6 separate regions of the Mus musculus genome follow, and regions 1, 3, 4, 5 and 6 are each linked to region 2. The links are chromatin contacts, called in public Hi-C, HiCAR-type, Micro-C and promoter capture Hi-C maps. All regions are on one chromosome and are shown on one strand. The core of a region is the stretch at or near the end of the contact, and the rest is flanking DNA. Distances in the headings are between cores, read along the strand shown.

Region 1 (4,618 bases), core at 412-2,911, 460 kb before region 2:
GTTACAGCTAACATAAAAGCGGTGGGGACACCAGGAGGAGCCGCTGTACTTCAGCTCATTTTGCAGAGGAGCTGTGGGAAATGTGTGGGCTTCTAGCCAGAGGGCCTGAGCAGGACTCCCGATGTTCTTAGCTACTTGCTACCTGGCAAAGCAAACAGCTTAGGTTTCTGAGTTGTGTGTTTCCTCTGCTCCTCACTAAGGCCGCAGCCCTGTTGAAGACACAGGGCTGCCGTGAGACTCGGGTGACTTAAATACATGAAAACGCTCTTCCAACTGTGGCGTTCTGAGCAGCCATTGCCTTTTCACTGTGTAGAAACATGTCTGAGGTGTTGTAATGACAGAGTGTACTATCGGGCAATGGTGTGTGTGTGTGTGTGTGTGTGTGTGTGTGTGTGTGTGTGTGTGAAGGGGTGGGGGTCGCGGTTGGGATAATTCGTTTAGAGCTAGCAGCTGAAATGGAAGGCCAGAAGCAAACTGGCACACAGGTGTCCGAGTTTGCTGTTCTGACAGCGTGTGCTACACACTTACTCGTTTGCTATGAGCAGCAAGTTGGATGTAACTGGAGATCTGGGAACGCCAATCTTCAAGAGAAGACACAGTCAAGCATGAATTTGATATGGTCAAATAATTTCATTTAGGATTTCAGAACTCTCATTATAATTAGACCTTAGTCAACACCATTGAGATATGTTCAATTTTAAGCCCCAGAAAAAAATAATTGTCACTAGAGAAAGGGCTTTGAGAGCATATGCAACGATTTATTCCCCTTTAGAGAATTTTAACAGTATCTATAGAAAGTATGAGGCTGTGTAGATTTTTTTTTTTTTTTTTTTTTGCTTTGTTTGGTTTTCGAGACAGTGTAGCCCCAGCTGTCCTGGAACTCACTCTTTAGACCAGGCTGGCCTTGAATTCAGAGATCCACCTGCCTCTACTTCCCGAGTGCTGGGATTAAAGGTGTGCGCCACCACGCCCAGCCAAATGATGCAGTTTTTATGTGATGAATTCCTTGTTGCTGCAGTAGACCTTGGGCAGTCCTTGCTCCTCCTGTAGCAGAGCTCTGTTTATTGGCTGGAGATTTAGTCAGAGGAGCTCTGGAATTTAGCAGGAGACATGTTTATGTCTCATGGTCAAATACTTATTCAGAATTCTAGAATTCTCGAGCACCTCCTGTATGTCCAGCATAGCGTGGGGTATTAGAGAATCTGATATGCCCCAGCTTGTAACTCATTCACGTCAGAGGCAGAGGGGGAAATCCCATCTTTGTTATTCAGTAGAATGAGGTAAAACCAGAGGTCAACAGACCTGGTATAAGGATCACTGTGCTTTTGTGACTTTATTCCCTTAACCAAATCTACTGAACCCTTTCCTGTATCAGGCACACGCTCTCCAGAGCTTACGTGATGGTGGCAGCCTACAAAGATAGTGAGACTCCACCAGCCATGGTGGCATGGGACTGTAATCCCAGCCCTAACAAGGCAGGAGGAGCACAGGTTTGAGGTCGGCCCATCTCAAGAAACAACAACAAACAAAACAAAACAAAACAAAACAACAAAACTGGAAGAGATGATGAAGTCCCCTAGGCAGAGGTCAGTAAAGACAGGCCAGGCAGAGAACACAGGGTACATACCAACCCGACAGCTCAAACCCACAAACCACAGGCTAGCAGGAGAGACAGCCTTGGGGGCGGGACAAGGTGTGGGGGCGGGACCAGAAGGTTCCTGTGGGCTCCACCATAGACTTCTGCCTTTCCGTCAAGTGGAAGAGGGCGGGGCTGGAAAGGATTTGTGGCAAGCAGTAGATATAAAGAGATGAGTGCTTTTTAAAATTGTGGCGTTTTAAAATAGCCAATGCTCTGTTTGCATCTTCCTCGAAGGATCCGTAGGTTGAGGTGTGGGGGTGGGAATACAAAATAGTGGATTTAGGGAGGTAGGTTAGGGACTGTGCAGTAGCAGTGGAGGTGAGAAAAATGATTTTAAAAATCAGACACAAGGTGGTGGTGGTGGTAAATAAAGAGTTGGGCAGAGCTAAGACTCTGAAGGAGCAGATGTGTGGGAAGGAAGCTGTCTTGTTTCTCCCTACGTTCTTGTCACTTCCAGTTCTATACTTTTAGATCTCTCTCTCTCTCTCTCTCTCTCTCTCTCTCTCTCATATTTATCTTTCCAACTTACATTCCAGTGGGGGAAGTGATTGGATTTTTTAAAAGATTTATTTAGTTTATGTATGTGAGTACACTGTAACTGTCTTCAGACACACCAGAAGAGGGCATCAGTTCCCTTACTGATGGTAGTGAGCCCCCATGTGGTTGCTGGGAATTGAACCCAGGACCTCTGGAAGAGCAGTGAATGCTCTTAACCGCTAGGCCATCTCTCCAGTCCCCTGGACTTTTTTTTTTTTTTTTTAAGCAAAATTTGTAGCACAGTGTGGCTGTGTTGACATACTACCCGTGGCAAACATTGAAAGAGTTTGAGCACAGGGTTTGAAACAACTCAGTCAAGTTGTCTCACCTCTCAATCCACAGAATTGCCACCTAGAAAACTGGGATACAATGGCATCTGGCTTGTTAGGCTTCCTTTAGAGTTCAGTGAGGTAGTAAATACAAAACCATTGACACAGAGCTTGGTTTAGTGAAAACGCTCAATGCTGTCACTTGTCACAGATTCTAGTTGGAAAGCCGTATCAATTACGTGTCTCGTCACTGTAACAACATACACGACAACAGCAACTCGAAGAAAGATGGGCTTGGATTTTAATATTTATTTTATTTCTGGTTATGTGTGACTGTGTGGTAAATGCCACACATGCTGTGGGTACCGAAAGAAGCCAGAAGAGTGAGTCAGGTAGACCTGAAGCTGAGTCACTGGCAATGTGGATGACTTGCTGTGGGCTCTGGGAAGTGACCTCAGGCCCTCAGTCACTGAGGTGTCATCTCTCTAGCCCTAACATGGATATTTCTCATTTGGGAGTATTTCTCAGAGAGGATGAAAGCAAGAAGCTAATAACTACAGTTGAATATGCCTATAAGCTCCCAGAATGTCCATATAGGCCATGTGTTGTTTCTATAGATAAGTGGAGGCTAAGACAACAAATGCTTTCCCAGGGAGATAAGGTTCAAGTTATGCCCCGTCCTTTATGGCTTTATAGAGTCTTAGCAATCCGGATTAGAGGTTTTCAAATGGCAATCTACAGGCTAATGGGACTCAAAATTGTCACCAGTCTCAACAAAATGTGGACTAAAGTAAATTTAAAATATCTCCCCAGCTTTCCATTATGAAACGATTATTGTGCCAGGCATAACAATCCTAGTTGTGCACATCTTTAATCCCAGCAGTAGGGAAGCAGCCCTTAGAGTTGGAGGCCAGCCTAGTCTACCAAGTTTCAGGACAGCCATGGCTACACAGCGAAATCCTGTCTTAAACAAACACACACACACACACACACACACACACACACACACACACACACACAAAAGACACAGAATAAACCACCACCAAGAAAAAACTGCACAGTTTTATTATCAAGAAATTCTTAAGGCCAAAAATGAAGAGAAAGGTTTATTCGGGAGAAGGGAGGAGGAAGGAGGTAGCCATGAGTTCTGAGCAAGGTGAGGAATGGCTGAGCTGCCTAAAGTAGGTACATCTGTTTGGTAGAAAAAGGAGACAGAGAAAGGTTCCCCCAGAAGGGATCCCAGTGTCCCTTTTACCCTGGAGATTCGGCGAAAGCTAAATTTCTCCTGAGAACTTTATAACAGGGAGTTGCTCTCATTGGAATTAAGGCTAGCGTTCCCACAACTAATATAAGCTGAGAAATCCCAAGATGGGTACTGAAGTTATTCTGGGTTGGGTAGTGCCTCTAGGTGCCTGGTTAAAGCAGGCACCAATTTTCCCCGAAGGCAGGGGCATTGATCCCAGGTCTCAAGGAATTTCTGGAACCTCATTCCAATGAGCAGCACACAATGAAAGTCACAGAGTAAGTGAGGGAGAATCAAGAACCACAATCAGAACTGTAAAGAGCTCAGTGGGAGCTGGAGAGAGTACTGACTGCTCTTCCAGGCGACCCACAGTCGAATCCCAGCACCCACGTGGTAGCTAACAACTGTCTGTACCTCCAGTTCCAAGGGATCTGACATACTCTTTTGGTCTTTGCAGGCACCAGGCACAGCCACGGTGCACAGACATGCAGACAGGCAAAACCACTCATACATCAGATATTAGAAACTTGAGCATAGCTACGGGATGGAGGAGCCAGCCCAGCACTTGGGAGTGCTCAGTGCTCTTCCACCACTGGACCTGCCCCACGTGTCTCATTATCATGAAGTCTTCCTCTGATAGATCCCACATGTTTCATGAGAGCATCAGTCACTTCTCAGTGTTTCCTTAAAATGGTAGCGGGAGAAGAGGTTTGGTCAGTTCAGGTCATAGGAAGCAGTAACTTTGCACTGTCTGTCATATGTATGGGTGGTGAGTTCTACCTTGAAATAGTCCATGGATGTTCTTCTACTCCAGTGTCACTGTGACAAGCCTAGACGATGTCCCTAACCCTAACCCTTCCCTCTAACCTGGATCTCCTGAGTGATAACTTTTTTGAATGACTGTCATGAATTCCTAAGACAACCAGCCAC
Region 2 (5,186 bases), core at 357-2,856:
TACAATTATTAATTAGTTAATTTGGTCTAAATTACATTTATGCTTTTGTTTTAAATCCATGCTACTCATAGTTATTATAAGCCTAAAATGCTATTTCGCCAGCCAATTATTCTCATCTCAAAAACAGCTTGTTGTTGATGACAGCACCTTTTCTAAGTTTTCAAAGAACATTTAATACATGGCCAGTACATACACATTATTTCTGGATGCTTTTCACATAATCTAACTGCACTTATAAAAAAGTATATCTGTTTAATATCTACATTTTATACATGAGCCTTCAACTCCTTTTATATTTCCACGCCTTTCATTTAGTTTTGAAAAAGACATTAAAGTTGTTTCTTATATCTTACAATGACCTCAAAAGTGAGGAGTCTGAGCAACATTCCAGATGAAACACACACACACACACACACACACACACACACACACACACATTTTGGTTACTATAAGAGCTAGAAGCCTAACAACAACTTCCAAACGTTCGTGTTCCTGTAGAAATCTCAACACGGACTAACTATCTAGGTCCTAATGTAAAACAGTGTTTACTTTTAAAAATCCATGCAACAGTTTCCCCACATGTGTTTGGGACACTGTTAAGACGCATCATAATTAACAGTGTTGAAAATAACAACAGATCTTTAAATCCAGTCATCGTTTTATACATAGTCACAAATATCTGAGCAAAATGAAAACTATTTTTAGGACAAAACGTTAACTTTTTCTTTTGCTGATAAAGACAAATAACTTGAGAAAACACCCTTTCCTTTTCACGACTCTCACTTTCACAATAAATGCAGCACGGAAACTAAATTCTCAACTTAGAACTATGCTGAGCTGTATAAACAACTCAGCAGACTCACAGAAACACTCCCCATCCTCTGCTTGGTCTTTCACTTCCCAGGCATACACAATCACACTTACCTGCACAAGCCTCAAACATCAGTCTATGGGTGGTTTTTTGAAATGAACTCTGTACCGATGCATTTTTCTGTGTTTCTTTCTAACCCTCGGGAATGTTAAGAATTTAGGAAGAGAGCCACAGTTTAAGAGCGCAATTATTTGCCAGTAAATACTCAATTTGCTTGTCCTGTGATTTTTCTTCTAACTTGCATATTCAATAATCCGTCCCTGACTGCGTCACGAGCACAAAAAGTCTTTTCTCTAAAGGAGAACACTTTCGCCAATCAACCTTCAGCCATGCCAGGGCACAGCTCGTCAGGGTGATTTGTTAGCTTTAATTAATAATTCCTCATGCTGGCCATTTCACAAATAACACAGTCAGAAGGCGACGCAGGATGGCTGTACTTCAGGGCGATCAAAACACAGTGGAATGGGGGTGTAGAGGAGTGGGAGAAATTCACATCTACTCAGACTCTTTCAGATTACAGTATAGAGGCCATCGCAGCTGAATTACCACACTATGTCCACCAATTTGTATTCAGATGGAAGCCATATGTTCTTCCACTTTTATCTGCTAGGGCCTCCCAGTGCCAACACCATTACTGGACAGACAACATTTACAAAGGAGGTCTCTAGCCCCGGGATTGCACAAGTTTACTGCAGGTGAAGTTGAGAAATCAGACATATACAGTACTCAGTGAGTTTGTGTAACAGCCTGGAACACAGAAGTACAAGTCGCGAGTGTCAGATTTTCTCTTGCTAGGCTGGGTGATACTGGACATTTCTGTTAGCCTTTAACAAAATCCTCAGGCCTGGACCGACCTCAAAACAGTCAAGTAACAATGGAGCGTTTGTTCAGGTAGGGCACAGTTATTGACTTCTAAGCTATGCATCGCATATTTTATTAAGGCCTAAGAATTTTGGCTGAAAAACAAAACAAAACAAAACTCTGACTTTCCCAGCTTGCTGACACAATCCACACATCTTTTCAAAGCACATCAATAACAGTGCTTGAACAAGGCACCAAAGCAGGTAGCATGTAAAGAGAAGTGAGAATTAGGAACACTGTTCCATGTGGCTCCATCACGGCGTCACTCATGAACAGCACACGGGTAGCCCTGCTCTAAAACATACACACAGTGTAAACAAGGTCGGACAACACAAAACAAAACACTAAAACAGCCAATTGCTAACAAAAAAAAAAAAAACCATTTCAACAATAAGAAATATCCCTCAAAGCAACTAGACAAGTCAGAAGCATAGCACTATGTCCATAGTTAATTTCAAAAGGCTCACAAATCCTGGAGAAAAACAAAAACACAGAGGAGATTATAGTCATGCCCCTTATCTGATGTGTGTGAAGGCAAACTCATTAATTTGTTAGATACATATTTATTGACAATCTCTTCTGTATCAGAAACTGGATAATACCAGTACTGAGAGAATAAGGGACAGGCTTTGCCTTCAAGAAGCTTATAATTTAATCACTACAGCTTAAAAGAAAACATGCACCTCTAAACAGAAAACTGTCAATGTAGCACAAACATACAAGAAAGCATGAAACAGAGCTCTTAGACATGACACATTAACTGCATCTAAAGGTAGAATTGCAGTGTCAGTGGTAGGGAAGAACATTCTACAGGCAGGCAAACCTTTGAACTTTTTTAAAAAAAACTATTACTAGAATCAGATTAACAGTTCTAGGAACTGAGGGATTTAGTGAATAGTAATTTCAGATAAATGCTTTAGATAGTAAACAGCTCAGGATTTAAAAACAAATCTATTAAGGAACAAAGTCCTTCTCAAACCATGATGACTGCCATCATCAGGATGGTATATTGCAACAATATTGGTATATCCCCAACACAGGCACAAATAAGAGTGTGCACTGTCCTTCTCTCTATCAATGCATTCCTGTTATCTCAGGCAAGTAGAGGATGTAGGCACACATCCTGTTTTCCTACTCATTTGTCTTTTGTTCACCAAATGCATACATGCATACTCTGTTTGTATTGTGTCAGAAGATAAATCATATTTGCATGGCTATTATAAGAAGGGAAACTATGTATTTACTTAGTGGTCACAGATACATTCTAGTCAGAGATCACATGCTATGTATTACAAATGATTGCAAATGATAAGGGGGTGGGGTGGGGAACGGTCTATCCTAACGTGGCATCTAGAGCTTGTAAATCCTCTTGGAAACTGGATGACATTCTCAATTCTATTGAACATTGTTTTATATCATTTTCAGAATGTAAAGAAGCACCTAGAATACCAAACTTACAAACTGGTCATACATTGCCAGTTAAAGAATTTGTATCGTTCATTTATCCATTTACTAAATATTTATCAAGCTTGTACTATCTATTCATGTAACACTTATATATAATAACAATTAAGACTATTGAGTACTTCCTATATGTTGGTAACTGATGTACAATTTTATATAAGCATATATTCAGAAAAGTATCTCATTTAATCACCAGAAGAACTGAGGTAGGTCCTATTTCAATTTTTATTTAACAGATGATGAAACTCCACAAATAGTAAACTGGATGTACACTAAAATCCTAAATATTAAGACCCCTGTAACAAATATCTACCAAAATCTTATTAAATTATAGTTGCATGTAACATATAGCAATTACAATATTTTAATAATCTAGGAAATTTAGATAGTTTTGGATTTAATAGTGAATGTAAAGGTAGCCCTACAAATAAAACTGGGATATAATACTATGGAATCTCCAGGCTAGCAGGCTGCATTAACAGAAAAAAAAAAAAAGACAGGTACATTGTGTTGGACATGGTTTCAAGTGTTTAAAGCAAGCAAGCAGACAAGCAAACAAACAAAAATAGGCAACACAATTCCTCTTTGTCCTTATTCAAACTACATTACACACACTTTTAGGAAGCAATGCAGAGAGAATCTTGAGACACAGAAAAGATGGTAGTTTAAAAAGAGAGAAGGGAGACTGCTTCACAAAGGCCTAAGCCTGAGTTCTAGCTGTATACACAGTGTCAAATTATTTCTCTTCTCTGATACTCAGTGCCCTTACTAGTAAAGCAGTTTGTTATTAAGGACTAAAATAAATACACTTAAGACAGATAGCACTGAAATCATTGAGAAATACATATCATATGATGTTTTAACTATTCAGAGACCAACACATGCAATCAAGATTTACTATTAGATCAAAAGATGCATGGCATTATTAAATCTTGCTTAAACAATAAATATAAATAAGTTAGTTAAAATAAATTGGATTTGGTACCTTGGAAGTTTTCTTTCGAAGATGTTTATAATATGGCTGAAGTTGTTATTATAAGGAAACACCTACCAGACAAAAAATAGACACAGGAATACAGGTTTATAGTAAATTCTTATTTTTACAATAAATTAACATATTAACATTTACTTATTGATTCATTTATCTGTTTGTTTGTTTATTTATTTAAGGTGTTTTCAAGGCAGGATTCCTGTGTTGCAATTGCTCTTTGGAACTCACTCTGTAGACCTGTTGCTGCTTCCTACATGCACCATGACACCCTGGCTAAGAAGACTGAACAGCTTGGTTGGGACTACATGAAGAAGCCACCCCTCAGTCTAATCACTATCTCCTCCATGCATGCCAGTGTTAGGATTCCACCATCCCTGGGCAAGCAGATGCTTTCTCCACACGGCTTCTGTTTAGACACTAGTGGGCCCAGTAGAACCATCAATACTTGACCTAAACTGTGGAACAACTATTGATGAACACAATATTTAATAATAACATGTTCAGTTATGGTTATAAAACTAATTTCAGGCCAAATGTATATATTCCTATAGAGGTGGAGAGTGATCAATGAAGAGCTTTAGGAAGGCTCTTGTCAATATTCTTGTGTAAGTCAAGTAGTTTTTGTGGGTTGGTTTTGTTTTGTTTTGTTTTTAGCTTTAAGTAGAGACTGTCTAGACTCTTCACTAATGTTCCTAATTTTACAGTTTCTGGATGAGATCAGGTGTGTAGCAGGAAAGCAGAGGATGCCTAAATATCAACCTATATTCTACTTTCTACCTAAGCAGGGCTCCCAGAATTTTAGAATTTTCTAGAAAATGCTTATTTTTTTATTATAATTTGTATTTTGGACAAAGTACAGGCTTGTCATGTATTCTTTCTCTATGATGTCTGGATTTGTAAGAACAAGTCAGTGAAGTTTAGCCTTAAGTCTCAACTCTGACCAACTATCTGAATCTCTAGATTTTTGTAAAGAAATATCAGTGTCTGGCTGGAAACAAC
Region 3 (4,449 bases), core at 89-2,588, 390 kb before region 2:
CAGTAGTCAGTGGAGCATAGTTGGGCCCTAAAGAAACTCTGGGGAAAGGGCAGCTATCAGTAAGTCATAAATTAAGACTCTTGCTCCAGTCCTGGGCCTTTTCTAGTCTTCCTTTCATGAGGAGGAGACATACAGTTTTGAAAAAAATCGTATGCCCTGCAAGCCTCCATTTTGCTTGTTCACCTTAGAGAGAATGGAGCCTAGCTCTACAGCCCCAAGGGCACTCTGAGCACTGGATAATGCACATCTCTTCCTGCTGTGGATTCAGTGTTCAAGCAGAGAAGCATCTTGAGAAACTTAAAGTACCCCGTGGGCTAGTTTGCTTGGGTTGATCATCTTGCTACTCAGGGCTAGAAACGATGATGCTTCGGGTTAGTAATTGTGCAGTTTTACAGAAACGCAGTCAGCTCAGGTGGATGTTTAAGGTGCACTGGAAATGATAACTCCGCACACAAAGCCCTTGGGAATATTTAAGTATTTTCACGAGCTCCTGGGGCATCCTGAGCACTAGAGCAGAGGTGGGTTTTGAAAGTTTGCCCCATGCCACTACCTATTTCCAGGGCACTTAAGAGAACAGTCCCTTTTCCTTATGAAAACACAGAATGAAAGTTGCCAGGGTCCCAGTTGGGAAGTTATGTCCAGCCCTAGAAAGCCAGCAGCTGGGTCAGCTCAAGACTGGGAGTCTGGAGCTGGGGGGCCCTTGGGTAGCTTTGCTTTTTTAAAAAAAAATCTATCCAATAGGGAGTCTATTGAAATTCTAGTGTCCCCTTTCTTTTGTTTGTCACCAACTCACATGGTTCCGTCTTTAGTGTCCTATTTTTCTTTTCTGTCTTTTTTTTTTTTTTTTAATTCTTTCTCCCCTCCTGGGGGACAAAATTGGCCATTTAAACAAAGTTCTTTTCTAGTGAGTAAAGAGGTTTCTCTGAGCCAGAAATCACTCAAAAGAAAGTCTGCGGACCCTACCCATGGAAAAGACTGGAGGTTTCCCTAAGTACCTCTTGCCAAACTTCCTAGCTTTGTGATTGGATGTTTTCTGGTTTGGTATTGTTGGGTACTGAATACATTTTGCAATTCTTTTGTTCTCTTCCCTAGAGCTTCCATTACCCTGGACTTCAACTCATTACTAAATTAAAGAATTCTTTTTAGAGGGTTTTCTTTTAAGAGTCAAGTCACAGCAGAAAGGGCACCTACCCTGTGTTCTCTTTCCTCCCAGGGCATCTCCTGTCTGCTCCTGGGCTACACCTTTTTGTTCCCTTAGCTGCAGCTGCACACTGGTCAGGGCAGCATCGGCCTGACGTGATGTTAGCACCACACACCTCACATGGCTAGCCCTAACTAATCAAACCAACTCCCACTGCAACTTCAGGGGAAGGCTCAGCAAGGGCATTGTCTGCTATGCATCCTTGCCAGGGCGACTTCCCTGCCATCATTCCTCAGGACAACAGTGTTGGGCGTATCTTGGAGGACTGCAACAGGGAACTTTCCTGTATTTTCCCGGGGACCTGAGGGCTTTGATGAGGCACACATTTCTGGTTTAACTTCTACTGCTGAAAGAAAACAGTGCTTTGGGGCATAAGCAGGCCGTATGATGGTAGTAGATGGTGTGTGAGATGGAAGCACACATAGATCCTGACAGGGAGAGTGATATGAAACAGGCACGCCCAGAGAAAACTCTTGCTCTCCCGTCTCAGACACACAGCCTCTCCCTGCTCATGGATTGAAAAGAGTTTTCTTGGTCCTTACATGATATTATGATATATAATAAAGTGTCTCTTACTTACAGAGAAAGAAGGCAAGCCCAAGTCTTTCTAAAGCCAACAGTGACTGTGGCCTCCTAGATAGGGGAGAGGGGATGGGAGCTTCTGGGGCATGAGCCAGGATTACCTGCCACCCTCCCTCCTGAGGGCGAAAGACCTGCGATGGGAGAGGCTGCAGGAGGGTAAGTTCACACCGTGAAAAACTTCTATAAAGATTTTCCTTTAGGATTACTAGGTGTGAGTGTGGGGGTGGGGCTTGGTTGTTTTTGTTTTTTACTGTAGAGCTGAATCATATCCTCCAGTTCTAATTATTGTCTTTTGGGGGATATGTTTTACACAATTAGGGGCTCTTTTTTTGTACAAATGCTGGTACTATTTTGTTTTTGTATTTAACAAATTTCTTGTTTAAATTGTAGATTGATTAAAAAAATATATACTAGTATTCTTTTGAATGCCAGCTCTTGTTCCCTAAACTTCTCAAGAGGTCTTCTGCCTGGAACATCTGCTTCCATCGTGTGTGAGCGTGTGCACATGTGTGCATGCACACTTGCGCAAGTGTTCCTGAATACTAAAATGACCTTTTTTGTTTGTTTGTTTTCTAGTTTTAAAAGAACTGATAGCATCCCATCATAAAAACGGCAGGACAGAAAACAAAACAAACAAACAAAAAAAAAAGCGGCACTCTTTCTCATCTTCTCTTATTTGTGATTGTTAAATATCGAGTGTGCATGGGCAATCCTGGAAGCATCTGTAACCTTTTGAAGTAGGTGCAGACTGGCTTATCTTCTACAATGCAGTGCAGTTGGAAAACAGCCCTCGAGAGGCCAGGTATACAGCACCAGCACTATAGAAGCGACTTTCCTTTAGAGTTCTGATGCCAACGGAGTGTCCTTCAGTTCTAGAAAGCAGTATTTTAGGTTGGGAGATGTTTGGGGTAAAACAGCAGGACTGAGCCTGTACAGTAGGACTGAGCCTGTACAGTAGGTAGGACCTGACCAAGAATTCCTCAGGGATCTCCTCACACGTTTTAAAAGAAGATATTCCCTTTATAGGAAAAGAATGTGTCTCAGAGTTTCAAGTCATCTGGTGTCCTTTTCTTTTCTTTTCTTTTCTTTTCTTTTCTTTTCTTTTCTTTTCTTTTCTTTCCCATGCTCTACAACAAATGTTGGATCTTTAACCCAGTTGCTTAGCTTTTTGACAATGGCACATTAGCATGAAGACAAACGGGATTCTTTCAGGTGTAGTGAGCAGATGGGAATGGGACCGAATGGCACGCAAGGTTAAGTGTTCCCAGGATCAGTCTGAGTGCTGGCTACTTTACTGAGCTCTGACTGGAAACACATCTTTCAATGTGCTCCCGTCAACAGTGAGGATGCCTGACGCTGGGCCTCTGCTTTCTTTCCCTTGCTTTATATGGTGAGTGATTTCATGTCTTTTTTCCCTCCAGATTAAGAAAAGAATATCACAGCATCAGTTTTTTTTTTTTTTCCTCCTTGATGGGTTGAACAACTCATATTTCCAAATGATTCCATGACCTTGTGACCTAATGCTCCCTCTCTCGGTGGTACAGGAACATCAGGTCACGCCTGACTTCCAATATTAACAACAGCAAAACAGCAGGGGGGGGTAATAGGGAGAACTTTTGCATTTCTGAAGCTAATTTTTAAAACAGGTCACACAAGTTTTTTGGGTGTCCCCTTCTTAGAAATCACGATAAGTGATACTCAGTAGTAAGTTACCCATCCAAAGCCACACTACAACTTCTAGCAAAAAATCCACTGAATTAAGCACCATAAGACCAACTTCAACGCCACAAATACTCCAGTTGCACAAACTACTAAACATCACAAAGAACTTATGGAAAAGATTCAAGTTAACCAATTGTCTAAAATATATGAATAAAACCAATTTAGTCATTATAGAGTTGCTTGCCTTGGAAAATTTTCCCTCATTTGCTGCATTTTTTTTTTTTGTAAATAAAATGCTAACAGGAAAATTAGGAAGAAAACTGATTTAAAATGTAGAGCAATTTAAAAAGAAAATCTCCTTTTTAAAAAAAAATGTAGTTTTGTGTTTCTGTGTTATTGGAATAGTTACTTTTCCTTTTAAGTGTGCTAAAACATGGCCAGTCATAAAATTACTTAGTGAGTATTATCTAGGTTTTAAAAGTCCCGTTTTTTTTTTTTTTAAGCTGGAACCCCTTCAGGACTCTGTATATAATTGGAAAATCTTATGATTTCTTGATCAACACCAAAGAGAGAAATCCCAACTAGAAAGAGCAGCATCCAGGATGATGCTGGAGATTCATGGCCTTTTGAAAGTTGGATGTTAGCACAGAGAAACTGTTAATTCCTCCAAAAAAGCAAGAGTCAACAATCAACTAAAGAATGACCATCCTAACTCAGCCCTGTGAGCTATGGTGGGCAGTCAGAGGCCGTGAAAGGAAGGGAGGAGTTTTGGCATCAATGCACTGTGGTTTGTAACAGGCTTCTCAGAGTGACGCCCACACAGTGCTCTGAGAGGGTGAGCAGGCAGGGGAGAGGAGTGAGGACCATGAAGGAAACAGACCCCTGTGTCAAGGTGTCTGGACCACTAGTGTTTCACCAGAGGAAACAAAGCAAGGCTCATGGAACTCTAGAATCCTAAGAGCTCAGTGAAATTTTGGAGAAGGAAGAAATCTGCTTGTAAAAGA
Region 4 (4,854 bases), core at 2,273-4,772, 270 kb before region 2:
TTTTCTTTGGTCCTTCCTAGGTCTATGATCAGAAAACTCATTGTGCCATCCTTACTAGCGCCGTTTTTCTCAGGGTTGCTGATGGCACAGCATGGACAAATGGATCCAGGAGAAGCAAGCTAAAGAGCATATAGATGTCCTGTTCACTTGAAAGCTTTCCAGGAGATCACAGTTTTACAAGTTTCTTTCTCAGAATATCAGTGACATAGAGAAACATATACTCTGTCTAGCTTAGAGAAGAATAAATCAAAATTAAAGAAAAAAACAAACAAAAAACCAAACCACTTGTTAACACACTAACAGATACGGAACACAGCAAGTGGTATTTGAATAAACTTCAACATTAATATATCTGCATAAAATGGAGGAGTGTGTAAAACCTATGAAATATAAATTAAGGTAACTTATAAGGATATAAATATATGTTTATAAACATATAATAATCAGAACTAACAGTTTATAGGATTTTAAAATTACAGAAAAATGATAAAAGTTCGCGGATTCTTTTTCTTTTATATAAAAATATAATTAACATAAATATTAAGTGTCTTTGTGTATCTTTTATTGTATATGTAAGTATGCATTAATATGTTTATCTATAACTATATACAGACACACACAGACACACACACACACACACCTGCATAAAGTTATACCGATTGGCAATAAAAGGTAGTAGGTTGAAAGAAAGTTAAAACTCTGAATTACTTCAAAGTGGGTATTGCAAATATCAATAGGCTACCTATAGGCTTCTTAATATTTCTTTTTTAACACGCTGAATTTTCAAATTTGATCTTAAAGCACACAAAGAAGACAGAATTAGAAAATCACTGCATAGCAAAATATATTCTGTTAAAAACCGATCAGTCACATTTATTATAATGTTTAAAATTCATGAACTTAAAATACAAAAACAAAACAAAACAAAACAACAACAAAATCCAAACAGCTAATTAGATTTGTTTTACAAATCTTTTCAAGACAAGTTCACTTCCGAGTCACAAGTATGAGAAATTTCATCCTCGAGGGTAACTTGTTTGAATAGTTAAAAAGGCCTCCCAAAATGAAAACCAAATCTCTACCATGACTATAACAGAGAGCTAATGACGAACTGCACTCGAGCAGGAGCAATGAGAACTGTGAAGCTTACGAACAACAGTGCAGACCTCAGAAGATGCCTACATGAGACAACATCACATCGAGAGTGGAGATAAAGCTTTCTGGAAGTGGGAAGTGTTTCCACTACTGACTGGAGAGACTGTTCCTCAGCAGCTATGACAACACACTGAACCAGCAAGAGCACCTGGGTGTGTATCTGCAGGAGGAAAGTACAGGACCAACTGAGCAAGAGGCCAGTCCAATTCTTTTGTCACTTGCCTTTGGAAGGCTGGCTTTAAAAAAAAAAAAAAAAAAAAAAAGCCTGTACAAAAGACACATGTGTTCCTTTTCGGGTATTATAACAGGCCCACCTAGATTTAGCTTTCGATTCCAGATGAGCTCAGACATGTTCAGACTAGCACATCTTTGCTCTGTAAGCACTGAGCTGCTAGCATTTTACTGGCAAATTCGCGGATCCCTAAATTTATGCACAATAGATGCCCTTAAATCTGCAAATCTTCTGTTTCAGGCAAATTCCTCCTTGAGTTAAAAAATTTCCCCATTTACTCTGCTAGTAATAAGCCAGAAAGTTAAGGCAGGCAACTCATACAGGAAAGAAAAGTTGAATAGTACTTACCCTAAGTACAGTGTGCAAGCCTTAGAGGGCAATTCACTTTTTCTCTAGGATAGTTAGAAGGGTATCCAGGTCTGAGCTCAGCTCCTGCCCCTTTCCCTTCTGGAAAACTGAGGAGACTCACTGAAGGTGCCTCAGAGAAGAATCCCACAAACCGACAGCCTTACCTGTGGCCATTCAGAAGATTGCATTGGTGTGTATTTAAAACTATGAATAAAGTCAGAGACAGCGCATGCTCAGCAGGCAATTTAAAAATATTTATAACATTGTTGTCTCGAAAACAAATTTCCTCAAACAAAGCAAAACTCACATTTCTTACCCATGCCAAGTTTAACGTTCTGAGACAGAGCTGTTTTGGAGTTTTCCGTTGGGGGAAAAAGGTTTCTAAAAAAAATTTTTTTTTTGAGCTGAAAGAGAATAGTTCTCCCTTCCCTTTTGGGTACTCTTAAAGGGGTGGAATAAATTTCTCTTCAAGTTTCAACAAAACTCACAATTGGTTATAAAAAAAAAAGACATTGCACATTAAAGGTCCATGAAAAATAATTTCAGAACAAGTAACAAGAAGCTAAAATCTACAGGTCTGAAGGATGTAGCGGTCACCTGAGTCTTTAAGGCAGTCTTGTGTGTTGTAACACAAAAACATACACATACAATCAGAATCTAGTATGTTCAGTATGGCAAGAATAATGTATAGACCACTTTAGGCATATCGAGAGAAGTTATGCTTTTTTTTTTTCTAACTAAAATCTGAACTCTCCAAAACTAAAAAAATACATGAAATTATAGGGTAAATTCAGCAAGAATTGTCAGTATAATTGCACAGCAAGCATGGAAAGATAGCTGATCACATATTGGTCAGCTAAATTTTGAGATACATAAAATAAAAATTCGATTGAGTTAAGGTTTTAAAAGTACTAATTGCAGCAAAACTGCTCGTCTTTCTCCAGTTTGGGATTTTCTCTCTCCCTGCCTTGAATACCCTAAATACCCCATCTACCACCTATCACCAAACCCTGACCGAGCAGCGCACAGATCTCAAAGACCTTATTTAAATCTCTTACTTAATCTTAAGTCTCTGAATAGATTGCAACTCCTGCTCCACTTTCCAGTGGTGCTCAGCTGGCCTCACAAAAGCGCCACGGACATATCCTTAACTATCTCTGATGTTTTCAAGCTCAACAGAGGGTGCCAAAAAGAAAAGAAAAAAAAAATCAAAGATCGGAAAAAAAAGTTTATTAAAGTGAAAGCAGGAGCCCAGATTTGAAGAAGTTGCCTCTACTTTTATTTCCCTCACAACTCCGCACAGGTGTTTCCTACCTCACGCTGCTGTGCACGCTGCTGAGGAGGAGGGGTAAGTGAGGGTGGGGGAGTGGGCCAAGGTCTGACCAGCAGGCATCAGGAGCTGCAGCCTCCTGGGTTAATGGATGTGTTTAAAAATGGACCCCAAGCCCCCAAAAGCCTGGAATGAGGTTTCTTTTTGGCAAATGATTAAACCACTATACTGAAATAATTAAAGCTTTGTCCTTAAATAAAGCATCCGATCAACAGAACAAAAACAAAGATAAAAACTGCACACACATATGCATGCGTGCACACACTCTGACACACAGATACACAAAACTAGCGGGTGAAGGGAGAAGGAAATTAAATAAAAGAAAACAAACAGAGTCCTAACAGGCCATTCTCCAAAAAGAAATCTAAATAAAAAGTCATATGATATCTGATAGTGCAGGACACGTCGCCAAGAACCAGAGCGGATTGCCTCCAGGAAGAAAGGGCCAGTGTATTCCAGCTCAAAGAGCGTTTCTTTCTTCCTCCTCTATGTTCCCCTTTCTCCTCGACTGTTGAGTGTGTTACTCTCAGGTCAGACCTACGAAGAATCCCAGAATGACAGCTATCACCTCTCACTGTACTCTCCCAGCACAGCTAGCTGACGGGGCTGCCTGACTTGGGGGGGGGGGTACTGCTGCATTCAGCAACAGCCTCTTCCTCTTCCAGTCCTCCCTCTGTCCCTCTCAGAAAATCCTCTGGCCACCCCAAACAGCAGACAGGGAGAGAGATGAAGGGTGAGGAGAGGACACTCACACACACAAACCAAATATGCAGGTACAACAGCTGCAGTAACAAAAGGATTCAGGAGAGGGGAAAAAAAGAGAAGAAAAGAAAAAGAAACCAAGCAAAGTATGTGTGGGGGCTGGGGTGGGGAGCAAGGGCAGAAAAAAATCCCCAAGCCTCTTGCCTTTAAGCTAAAACTTTTTAAAGACTTAGTTTCTTTTATTTTTGGTGAGTGACTTTCATTTTAGGATCGTTTACAAATTCTACAAAAATATAGACTTTTGAGTGGAATTCAAGAATTTCCCGCAAGAAAACATGCAACTGTGACAAGTGACCGGCCCTAGAAATTTTGGATTTGCCCAGACTTCCCTTACTTCTAGTATCTTCCCATGAGGTCAAGTACTAGCTTGGCCACCCAGTGCCAGGCTTAATTTGAGGGTCATTACTGAAGGAGCACACACATAGACGGGTTCCCGAAAAGACCCCTTGTTATCAAGTTACTTCAAACACAAGGCATTCAGCCCTCCCAGCCAGGAGGGCTGACTAGTGAGGCGTTGCCCTCTGCCCCATAAGCACTGTGCCCTTTAGAAACACAGATAGACGTACAGTTCATACACATGGGAAAATATATGTACCTCTAGTTTTTCTTATAGTGTCCGGCCCCAGGGATAATGAATGAGTTTTATTTTTCCATAAATGGGAGGAAGAGGAGGAGAGAGTTTCTGACTCGTGGACAACTGTTGTAGTTGTTTCCCTCTGAGCCACACTTAGGTGCTCAGCCTAGTCTGCATTTTCAGGGTTTTGTGGTGGCGCTTGTAGCTATTTCCCCTCTGCTCAGTTTAGTGTCCATTATGTACCTCAAATGATTACCAAACGACACTCAAAATATAAACACATTAAGAGCAGAACTTTCAGAAAGAAAGCATTTCCCTGGGATTATAAGTTAAGGATATTAGTATAAAAATATAAAATGTACAGCATGTATTAAAAGATAAACTGTTTACTATACTTTGCTCATACAGTTCCCGTCCTGATTTCTCTTTTCTTTTGTTAGAGGATTAATTTGA
Region 5 (5,129 bases), core at 760-3,259, 330 kb after region 2:
ATGATTGATCAAACAGTCTGTGAAAGATTTCTTTTATCTAAAAGAGCATCTTAGATAATTCTTCAAGAGATAATACCAAAAATAACAGGTGTACGACACAGACACACTTCTGACCTATTAGTTCTGAAACAACTTTTTGGATCACAGTCTGAAATGGGAAAAATTCTGTTCACAACACCAACTATGCACAGTGTTAATACACGTTTCCTAAAGCCTCCTTCAAACTTTCCATGGACCTTTGATTAAAAAAAAAAAAAAAAAAAAACAATCTCTGAAAGGGCCTGACTGAATGTACTTCAGGTCTGTATGCTCTTGGTCAGGGCTGGCCTTTCCAGCTGAAAAGACAGTGGAGAAAAAAAAAAAAACTAAATTAAAAGTCTAAGTATATTTTTTTTTTAAAGAAGCGGTAAAGAAGACTTTTAGTAGCAAAAGTTCACCGCCCTCCCCTAATAATGGATTTGAATAAACGCTTTACTAGGCTTGAACCTTGAGAGTGTGTTGTGGAGTCTGCTCTCGAGTCCCAGGTGGGTTAAGAATATTGCTTTCTGGACTTCTTTGTGTTGTCAGAGAGGCCTAATGGAATTAACAGGGGAAAGTCTGCTACTTATAGTAAATAAATAATGTATTACAAAAAGGTGATTGTTATTATCAAACATCTCCTCAGATCTGCATTCATTTCCTATCACTGCTCGTGTATATTCTGAAAACATTTATGTTCCTCTCTGTCTGACTTAATTTTTATCAGATGAATAAAAGTTCTGCTTTTGCACAAACCTAAATAGAAGTCCATCTAAAAGTATACTTCACATCCACCTTATTTAACTACTCCTTGAAATTTTGAAAAAGCACTATTCTAGAAAATTCCTCAACAATGCAAGCTGGTTTCAAGCATAGCTTTTTTCCCACCATGAAAAGAAAAAAGAAATAAAAAAAAACCTCAAATACATATTTGCAATAACAAATACATTATTTATGGACTCAAATATGTTAAGGGAATACTTACAGTTGTTGCACAAAATGGCCTGATACACTCCATAGCTTCCACTTTGTTAAAAAAAAAAAAAATGTAAAAAGGCCAGCCTCCACTCCTCCCTCCCTAAGCATAAACAAGCACTAACATACTAAAAGGAAACTATCCCAGGATAAAAACTTCTTGTTAAGAAAGTTTATACTCTTACTAACCACAGTAATACCCATATAAATGCAACAATCTATCTATAAAATAAAAAGTTAGAAAATAGCCACAATTTCTTTGAAACTATAACCCCCTGATGCACTATTTCTACATGTGTAGTAGCAAAAAAAAATAGTTCCTTGATTCTTGCCCACCCTGAGGGGCTACCCTTCACCTTATGTCCAATGTCATCAAATAAACATGCTAGCATAAAGTATGCAACCTGCTTAAAGGATCTATACTGTAAATATGGACTTTAAACTTCAATGTAAAACAAAGAACAAGAGTCTCATTTTGGTAGTACCCACACTGGCACTGCAGCTAAAACTCACTGGCAAATAACTAACAAAATCCAGTTAGCAATAAATAAGGACAACATGATATATAGACAGACAGATGGAATTGCATAAACAGACGAGAAAAGCAAAGAGACAAACATACGGAGGAGTTTGTTTTAAAAGAGTGAACGATTCTGATTTACTCATTACTTTAGTAAGAAAAATAGGTTTGTTTGTAATTATTTTTAAACTAATAAAACTGAATCACAAGGTCACACCCTTAAATAATTAAGAAAATTAGTACAGGGTAGGCCTCCTATAGATGTTCCAAAATTCAAACTAGCATTAGCTCTGTCAAATTTAGATACAGAAATTAAAATTCAGGAAAGAAAGCCTAAAAGCACTGTGGAGTAAATAAGATGATAAATGCAAGGGGACTGAGGAGGCAGGGTTGTTTTTATGAAAGTTGTCTGCCCCTACCTTCTTCCCCAGCGCTGAGTTTCTCTTCTCATAATCGGTGTCTCCCTGGAAGTACAGTGTGAGTGGTAATGACTGCCTGCCTCCCTAATGAGTCCATTTTCCTGCTCTTGATGTTGTGTATATACACACACTGCAACCTACCTTACAAACCACAGAGACGGGAAGAGAGAGAGAGAGAGCAAGAGAGAGGGAGGGGAAGGGGGGCAGAGAGAGAGAGAGAAAGACAGAGACAGAGCAAGCAAGCCAGTGAGAGAGAAAGAGAAGGAGAGAGAGAAAGAAAAACAGAAAGAGAGAGAGAGAAAGGCACAGACAAAGCCCTCCTACCAGACAGCAGACAGCCCTCCTTCCCCTACCCAGGAAAACGCAACTCGTCTAATGCAGCAACAGGTTCAGCATTGCCAGACTAACAGAGGGAAAAGGTATATTCTCTATAGCATTACTGCTTGCAAAGAAACAGTTTAAGAGCAGCTGGCTCCACCTTCTTTATTTATGCTCCATTATGAGGAATGTATTGTTTCAGCTCTGGCACACAGTACGTGTGTAATTATCATAAATACATTTTTGCATATTAGCAGGAAATAAGGAATTACATAGCTTATTTGTGCAATCTTTCAAATTTATTTTTTGAATGTGAGAAAAATGTCAACAAATCTGCTCTGACAAAAGCTTAGTAATGATTTTAAAGTCAGAGCTGTCTTAAAGGAGACTGTAAGAAACAGACTCCATACAATAGGAAAACTGATCTCAGGCAAAACTGGTAACTGCAAAGAAGAAATCACTGTTCAGTAAATAAACCAAGACCATAAACAAAACTATAAGACAAAAACAGAATTAAGTTTAATTAACTTGCTAATAGGCTAGTACCCTAGAAGAAAGCAGACTGGTTTCTTGTTTGAAGCATCCAGCTACACAATGCAATGCAGTCTGTATTAACAGGTGCAATGCATTTAATACATAGTATACCAGAGAAATAAACCTATTAGGAGTTACCATTCAAGCAAGACAAAGTTCTATACAATATGGATCGGAAACTACAGTAAATAACCTTTCATCTTTTATTAGAAGTAAAAACTAAAACTGGTGCTTTTAAATAAACCTTCCTTGAAAGAAAAAAATGAAACTCTTTATACTATACCTTTAACCAAATTTTCACATGCACTAGCTCCAGGAAAATAGTGCTGGTTATATTACTGGTCCCACCACATGCTCCTCATAGCCTTTGCTAACTCCCAGGTGCCTTTTCTAAAGTGGTGATATATTTTCAGCTTTGGGATGATGAACATCAGAAAATAGAACTGGTTGGAAGTCTCTTTTTTTTTTCAAAACAACTCCTGATAAACCAAACTAACTAACTATCTATCTATCTATTTATCTATATATCTGAGTATTGTATCTGTGTAGATGCCCATCTTCCTTAATGTTGTTTATACAGTTTGACTATATAAATTGTATACATTTAAAAATTTTTAAAGAGTAGATTTTTCCAAAGGAATTCACACACATAAAATGAAAGGTAAGAGGGTGCACTTGACTTATTCTAATGCTATATTTTGATACCAATGACCTTAAATATATTATCTGCAAAACTATCCTTTTATATGGCTTAACTTACTACAAAATTCAAAATGTATTCCTTTACATAACCAAAATAATTTTACCATGCTGGGTGGAGGAATATATAGATCAGTTGGCAGAGTGCTTGCCTAGCATGCACGAAGGCCTGGATTCAGTCCCCAGCGTTTCCTAAAACTGGACACAGGGTGTTAGCCTTAAAATCCCGTGTTTAGAGGAAATGGAAGCAGATGGAGCAGAAGTTATGGTTATCCTTAGCAACATACTAAGTTTGAGGTCAGCCTACAGCATACATCTTCTTGCCCCTGGCTGCTCTGATAATTCCATGTTTATCATAAAGCTATAATATAATCAACACAGTGTGGATCTAGAAAAAGTAAATAAAAAAATAAAATATCAATGGTGTAAAAGAGTAGAGAAGCTGGAAACAGATCCACATAAACCTAGTCAACTAATCGCTAACAAACTAAGACGGCAACACAATGGAACAACCCAAAATGCTGGGAATTATGGGTAAAAGTACCTATATAATGCAACACTCTAGGACTCCAAAACTTCAGGAATAAATCCTTAAGGAAAACACTAACAATGTGATCCAAGAAAGAACAAATTCATAGACTGAACATTAAAATCACCATTTTTTTCTTTGTATGTGAAAAATACTGAAAAAAATAATGGTAAGACAAGCCATAGAAAACTAGGAAATATTTACAGCAGACAGATCTAATAATATATACTTATATAAGATATAAAATTATATCTTCAACTCAAACAAGCAACAGAATTTAAAAGGTGGGCAAAGAGCTTAACAGTCACCTCATTGAAAAGGAAAACCAAAAGCAAATAAGCAAATAGAAACATGCATGTCATATGTCTTCAAGCAGTGCAAAGCAAAACAATAAGATATCACTTCATACTCATTAGAGCAGCCAAAACCCAAGACACTGACAATACCAAATGCTTGCTAGTGGGAATGTTGAGCAACCTGAATGCTCCTTCACTGATGGCAACAATAGAAAACAATACAACTACCTGACAGTTTCTTGCAAATCTATTTTTTAAAACATCCTCAACAGAACGTTCTACAGGAGCTATAGTCGTAACTCCCCAAACTTTAAGTTAATCAAAAGGTTCTTTATTAGATAAATGGACAGTATGTGGTATATCAAGACAACAGAATGTTTTCCAGTACTAAAAATAAAGAAGCCATGAAAAGCTATGGAGGAAATTGTTACATGATTCCACTATATGACATCCTAGAAAACACGATTGCAAACGAGAGTCCGGGGTCATGGTAACAATGAGATGAATAAATGAAGAACAGAGGATGATTCAGGGCTTAAAATTACCCTCAGTTGCAGGGTGTGGTGGTGCACGCCTTTAATCCCAGCACTCGGGAGGCAGAGGCAGGCAGATTTCTGAGTTCGAGGCCAGCCTGGTCTACACAGTGAGCTCCAGGACAGCCAGAGCTATACAGAGAAACCCTGTCTCGAAAAACCAAAATAAATAAATAAATAAATAAATAAATAAATAAAATTTAAAAATAAATAAAATAAAATAAAAAAATTCCGCTCAGTGTGAACTGAACAGTACCAGATAGATGTGATAGTACTTTTGTTCAAACC
Region 6 (4,968 bases), core at 682-3,181, 300 kb before region 2:
CTTCCCTTCTCTTTTCCTACAGAGAGTCAGCCTATCCAGCACATTCTTACCCTCCTAATTGGCAAAAGAAAGGCCTTTAAAGACCCTGGAGAATAGGCTATGTTCTACATTGGCTCAAAGGATGTGAAAGAGCACTGAGAGGTATGTATCATTCCTAGAACTTCTGCAACATTTCATTCTGCACTTGGAGGCAGAACACTCTCACCCGTGGACATGTCTACTTGGGATGTCCTTGGCCATCAGGACAGCCTTATGGAAATGTATCTGAGAAAAAGACCCAACAGAGCAAATAACTTTGCTCTGTCTCTAATGTAAATGGGGAAACCTTGTAGTAACAGTGTAACTGTGAGTTCTAGCCTTAAAGGGATTTTCTTGGCTTGGATTTTTTTCCTACCCTCTCCTTCAGATACATATGATCGAAGTATATGTAAAAGACCAGTGGTGCAAACTCAAAGTACTGCATGTGATCTTGGGTTACTTTCCCATCATGCAATGTGTGTAGCGGCACTGGGACTGAACCCAGTGAGTCGATGATTAAAAAAAACGAAAAGCAGACTACGGAACATTGTTGGTGGGATTTACAAACCATATCCTCTGTTTCATAAGTAGGTATAAAGAACCCCAAAATTGGTTCTAAACTTCTAGGCTAATCTGATCTATCGGCCAAAGGATCAGCTTTCACTGGTGAGAACCCAGGTCGTCTCCTTGGCATGAGCTCACCGCCAGGTCAGCCAGAGAGCTTACAGTTTTTCAGGTGATGTTAGATGTCACCATGCAATACTAGCACTCTGGATTTCAATACAGAAAATCCAAGTTCAACTAAACTTTTTCCTGTTATGACAGTTTTATGAATGTCACTCCTTTTAGAACTTAGGCCAACATCTTCTTCTGATGTTTGGTTTGGACGAGCTTCTTCTGTAGCTTGGAGTCATGCAAATCCTTCAGCCGCAGCCTTGCAATGCTCGCCAGCTGTGGACATCCCTCAACTAAGTATGTCTTCCACACAATGGATACTCAGGAAACATCTTTTGCGGAATGGAACTAGCTTTGCTGTAAGGGAAAATGGAGTATGCAACAGAGGTCTAAATGAACTTGAAGGAAGACTAATAGATCTTGAGTGTGTGTTTGTAAAAAAAAACAGGCATGTAAAACAAGTGGGTTTTGATATAGCTTCCCAAGGGAAGTAGTAGAAGTTTCATTACTCAGGGCATTTTAAACTAGAATAGACAAAACACTAGAGGGATATGTTGAAATATGCGTAGTCTGTCTGTGAATTAGTGTTTACTTTCAATATAATTATAAGTGAAGCAACACTGCAATGGGAATTTTTCATACACATGAAAGCTATGGCTACTATGTTTCCACGTCGACCATATGTTGCACATATTGGTTGGAGTGGCTGTGTATCCCTACTGCCCTCTAGTGGATAACATGTAAGGCCTACCTGATTAGCTGATCTAAGGAGCTACTGCAGTTTGGGGGTATATCAATCCTTAATCATTTAGGGTAGAAAGAAAATAGCTGTGTTGATGCATTTTCCATCAAATTATAAAATTGAAGGGCATTAAAAACAACAGAGTCTAACTCTGTAATTAAGACTGCCATTTAATGTTTGTTCGCACACGGTATTCATTTCTGTGTGTCCCTGCCAAAGACCCATTGTGTAATGTTGTCCTCACATGACATTAAAAACACCAGTTCCCTGGAAAATGTGAAAAAGCAACTGTGCTGCCTTGAAATACATGGGGCTTACTTTTGGAAACAGAAAATTAATACGGATGCAGGAAGATAACTTGGAACACAAATAATGGCTCGAAGAAACTTGAAAATCAGTCCTGCTCCTTAAATTCGAGCAAGCCCATCGGTCGGCGGCGCTGGATGGGGGTGTTGGCTGTTACTCAGAAGTGGGCTGGCAGACCGGCTTCAGCACAGGGACCCTGCTCGGAGGGAAGGCTGAGTAAACATGCTTTCAGAGTACTGGGGCAGGAAAGGGAAATCCAAACCCACGCTTGGTACTTCAGCCTGCACTTAAGGCTCTCACATTTGGGGGTTTGTATGGCACAGAATCCAGAGGCCTCACCTCCAGTGACGAGGGAGTCAGACATGCAGAGTCATTTAGCATTTTGTCATTATGACACAGGGTGGATGGGAAGGCAGTTCTCTTTGTATCTTATTAATATTTTCCCCCAAATGATTTACAGTCTAGTCACTATTTTTAGCCCCATATTTAACATGTTAAAGAAGTCTCCCAAAATCCTAAGAGAAAACAAACAACCGATAAACCGGGCAGAACGAATACGATCCACACGACAAGGTGCACATCCTGTGCCTCCTGAATGCTGCAAACCATTGGCTCTTTCCACAAATATGCAGAAAGAAATGGTCGAAATGGACTGACTCTTTAAATGTCAGGAATTATTAGAAGCTGGTGATGTGTGAGTGGCTGCACATCTCAGGGGAGAGCATCTACCCAGGCACATACCCGCTGAGCAAGAGACCACCTTCCCAGTCTGTGATTTGGTAAAAAAGCAATGGTTCGGCATATCCAAAGCAGAGACTAAGGATTCCTGGGTCACTGCAAAGAAACCAGGGCCAGCAAGATGACTCAGTCGGTAAAGGTGTCCACTGCCGATCATGACAACCAGAGTTTGACCCCAGAACCTACACAATAGGAGAGAACCAACACCCTACAAGTTTTCCTCTGACTTCCACATGCATACCATGGCTAACATTCACCCACACGCATACACACATGCACGTGTAAGTACACACTCATATACAGTGAATGAATAAATGTAAAAAATCCAAAAGAGAAGAAAACAACAGACTAAGAAAATGGTATAGCACAGCCTAAGATACTATGACCCAATAAGGGTTCTAAGTGCTCTCTCTTCTTCTCAGTCAGATTTCCTGTTCAGTTATTGGTGGCTCTACAGTGAGATGAATGGAAGTCCCATGAGAGCTGAGGGTAAACACTGTTAAGATAACTGATAAGCCTGCGAGCAGGGGGACATTTTGGAGTTCTCCTTGGTGTTCAACGCAGGGAAATCAGTGCTGCATTTTAAATAGGAATCTTCTCTTCATTCTAACTGTAGTCAGGGTGGAACTGTGTGCTGCTACATTCACACAGGCAGCCCATTGGAGCCAAATAGGACTAACTCAGAATAAAAAGGTGTCCCTCCACCTGTGTCCATGGGGTCAGGAGAGAATGCCTGACCAGGAGAATGATGTCTCTTTGACCTTCCTCTATTACTTCTCTGGTGTTTAAAAAAAGTCACAGCCCTCTAGAGAAGAACACCTAGACTTTTGTATGAGAAGAGTCTGTACATTGCAGCCGTGGGATCTCTGGGGCAAGGAGATGGCTCAGGGCATCAACAAGAAAGACAATAAGCAAAAAACATCTTCCAAAGCAAGTCCCATTAGAGCAGATTGCAAATAGATCTTTGTTTTCTACTGGGTTCTGGCTTTTTCTTGGGGTGTGGGTGTGGGGGTTCTGGCTTTCATGGGGTGAAATATCACTGTTAGAGCCTGAAGATGCTTAGCTATGAATGACTCTCCCTTTCTGTCCGGTAGAAGACTGAATGAAAGAACCAGAACAAGGAGGAACAAGCTTCTCACAAGCACAGTGGCCCAGCACCAACTCTCCCTGCGTCAAAGCGTCTCTCACTTGATTGTCAGTGAGACGGCAATCATGCAAAGGGAACCTGATTGCCCGGTACTTACTTTCCAATCAATTTTTACAGTCTCTCAATTTTTCATTTTCATTTTTTATTTTCTTATATCCACACGAAAGTTTACCAAGAGTAGACAGTAAGTTGGAGTCTAGACATTTGCCAGCTCAAGACACATGCTCACCAAATGGTGAAGTCCTCACTCAAAACCCCAGCAACACAAGAGGAGCTCTGTCTGCCCAGCAGCCTTTCAGAGGCATTAAGGGCAAGAGAGAAGGTAAGTAATTCACTATGCGTCCCCATTTCTATAATGGGGAAGGACGTCTTGATACATTTACAATACTCCTCTGGGGATATTTCATCAGTTATACCTAAACTCTAATGGACAATAATTGATTTGAACTTTCCACTTAGCACAGAGCTGTAAACAGCCTCACTGCAGACGGCAGCAATGAGCTGACGGTTTGTAAAGTGGAGAGAGATTCAGAAAAGTTTGTACTGGGTCAAGCTGTAGCCTAACAGCTTTTGTATCCAGGGAAGAAACAGTTTGTCCTCCTGGTTTTAATAGCTAGGCTAATAGAGTTTCAAGCCTGCAGTAGGTCTAGGTTATCTTTTGAAGGCATTCCATCCCAACCCCTCACTATTATGACCGTTTATAACCCAGTCATAAAAATGCACTCCTGATCAAGGCACACATCGGGCCACAGTCGGAACGCAACTCTCTGAATGCTAATTTCTTGGAGAAGAAAAAAATAAGACGTAAAAGTCACTTTAAAACATGTGTGTGTGTGTGTGTGTGTGTGTGTGTGTGTGTGTGTGTGTGTGTGTGTTAAAATCTCGTTGAGTCTGGTAGAATATTGTCTCAGGGAAAATACTTCTGTCTTCTAAAGCCCACCATCTTGCTGACATAGCCTGCTTTTAGCCTTCTTTGTTTTGGCCCAATCTTAGCGTACATTTTTGGAGTGGCTGAGGCCCACTGTACAGTAAGGCATGAACTGAGCCCCTTACTATCCTGAGTGAATGTTCAAGCTGACAAAATTTTGGGGAATCTCAGCTCTTGGAATCTGCTCTCTTCCCACTGGCCATGATAACAGGCTCTAGAAGGTATAGATCTTACTTAGACCTCTCAAACTTCTGCTCAAAACATGACAAGACTTTCCTACTTGTCTGAGTGCTGGGGTTTGGAGGTTTCTTGCAGTGGGTACAAAGCTCATCTGAAAGCTATACTCAAGACAAAAACCCCCCAAAACCCAAAACAACAACAACAACAAAAAACAGATGCTCCTTTGAATAGCTG

Evidence for each region. Hi-C and Micro-C count contacts between places; a contact is called where the count stands out from the background. HiCAR-type assays count read pairs that join an accessible place to other places. Capture Hi-C pulls out chosen DNA fragments and counts their contacts.
Region 1: a contact with region 2 is called in a Micro-C map of muscle stem cells, with 3 times the contacts expected there. The contact joins two enhancer-like sites. A contact is called at or near these places in 2 of 484 Hi-C or Micro-C datasets (adipose-derived mesenchymal stem cells and muscle stem cells).
Region 3: a contact with region 2 is called in a HiCAR-type map of astrocytes, with 2.0 times the contacts expected there. The contact joins two enhancer-like sites. A contact is called at or near these places in 1 of 115 datasets of contacts at active chromatin or transcription factors (astrocytes) and 1 of 9 other capture datasets (adipose tissue).
Region 4: a contact with region 2 is called in a promoter capture Hi-C map of liver. The contact joins two enhancer-like sites. A contact is called at or near these places in 6 of 484 Hi-C or Micro-C datasets (muscle stem cells, uterus and ventricular fibroblasts), 5 of 115 datasets of contacts at active chromatin or transcription factors (astrocytes, embryonic forebrain, fibro-adipogenic progenitors and 2 more) and 4 of 9 other capture datasets (adipose tissue, liver, macrophages and 1 more).
Region 5: a contact with region 2 is called in a HiCAR-type map of astrocytes, with 3 times the contacts expected there. The contact joins the promoter of Zbtb20 here to the enhancer-like site in region 2. A contact is called at or near these places in 5 of 484 Hi-C or Micro-C datasets (liver, muscle stem cells, uterus and 1 more), 3 of 115 datasets of contacts at active chromatin or transcription factors (astrocytes, heart atrium and neural progenitor cells) and 1 of 9 other capture datasets (adipose tissue).
Region 6: a Hi-C map of liver shows a contact between it and region 2, with 2.1 times the contacts expected there. The contact joins two enhancer-like sites. A contact is called at or near these places in 2 of 484 Hi-C or Micro-C datasets (Sertoli cells and liver) and 2 of 9 other capture datasets (adipose tissue and macrophages).

Annotation. Positions count from the first base shown.
Region 1 is chr16:43,696,169-43,700,786 of GRCm38.p6, reverse strand. No RefSeq gene overlaps it. Among named protein-coding and RNA genes, the nearest start is that of Tigit, 34 kb to the right of the region's middle. Within about 2 kb of position 1,661, at least 124 of the 459 cell types and tissues checked have an H3K27ac peak or open chromatin away from gene starts, as enhancers often do. A contact at or near this core is called in muscle stem cells, where this site is marked.
Region 2 is chr16:43,231,816-43,237,001 of GRCm38.p6, reverse strand. Zbtb20 (zinc finger and BTB domain containing 20) reads right to left here. Exons shown (of 11, transcript NM_001285805.1): 3 at 4,182-4,243. Among named protein-coding and RNA genes, the nearest start is that of Gm25873, 110 kb to the right of the region's middle. Within about 2 kb of position 1,606, at least 65 of the 459 cell types and tissues checked have an H3K27ac peak or open chromatin away from gene starts, as enhancers often do. A contact at or near this core is called in adipose tissue, astrocytes, heart atrium and 3 more, where this site is marked.
Region 3 is chr16:43,620,355-43,624,803 of GRCm38.p6, reverse strand. It overlaps a transcript of Zbtb20 not described here. Among named protein-coding and RNA genes, the nearest start is that of Mir568, 18 kb to the left of the region's middle. Within about 2 kb of position 1,338, at least 24 of the 459 cell types and tissues checked have an H3K27ac peak or open chromatin away from gene starts, as enhancers often do. A contact at or near this core is called in adipose tissue and astrocytes, where this site is marked.
Region 4 is chr16:43,505,204-43,510,057 of GRCm38.p6, reverse strand. All of the region lies in intron 5 of Zbtb20 (zinc finger and BTB domain containing 20), which reads right to left. Among named protein-coding and RNA genes, the nearest start is that of Gm15713, 87 kb to the right of the region's middle. Within about 2 kb of position 3,522, at least 90 of the 459 cell types and tissues checked have an H3K27ac peak or open chromatin away from gene starts, as enhancers often do. A contact at or near this core is called in adipose tissue, astrocytes, heart atrium and 3 more, where this site is marked.
Region 5 is chr16:42,904,525-42,909,653 of GRCm38.p6, reverse strand. It overlaps Zbtb20 (zinc finger and BTB domain containing 20), which reads right to left and starts at 2,009. Exons shown (of 11, transcript NM_001285805.1): 1 at 1,933-2,009. All of the region lies in intron 1 of Gm19522 (predicted gene, 19522), which reads left to right.
Region 6 is chr16:43,536,719-43,541,686 of GRCm38.p6, reverse strand. The region is part of intron 5 of Zbtb20 (zinc finger and BTB domain containing 20); the gene reads right to left. Among named protein-coding and RNA genes, the nearest start is that of Mir568, 100 kb to the left of the region's middle. Within about 2 kb of position 1,931, at least 62 of the 459 cell types and tissues checked have an H3K27ac peak or open chromatin away from gene starts, as enhancers often do. A contact at or near this core is called in adipose tissue and liver, where this site is marked.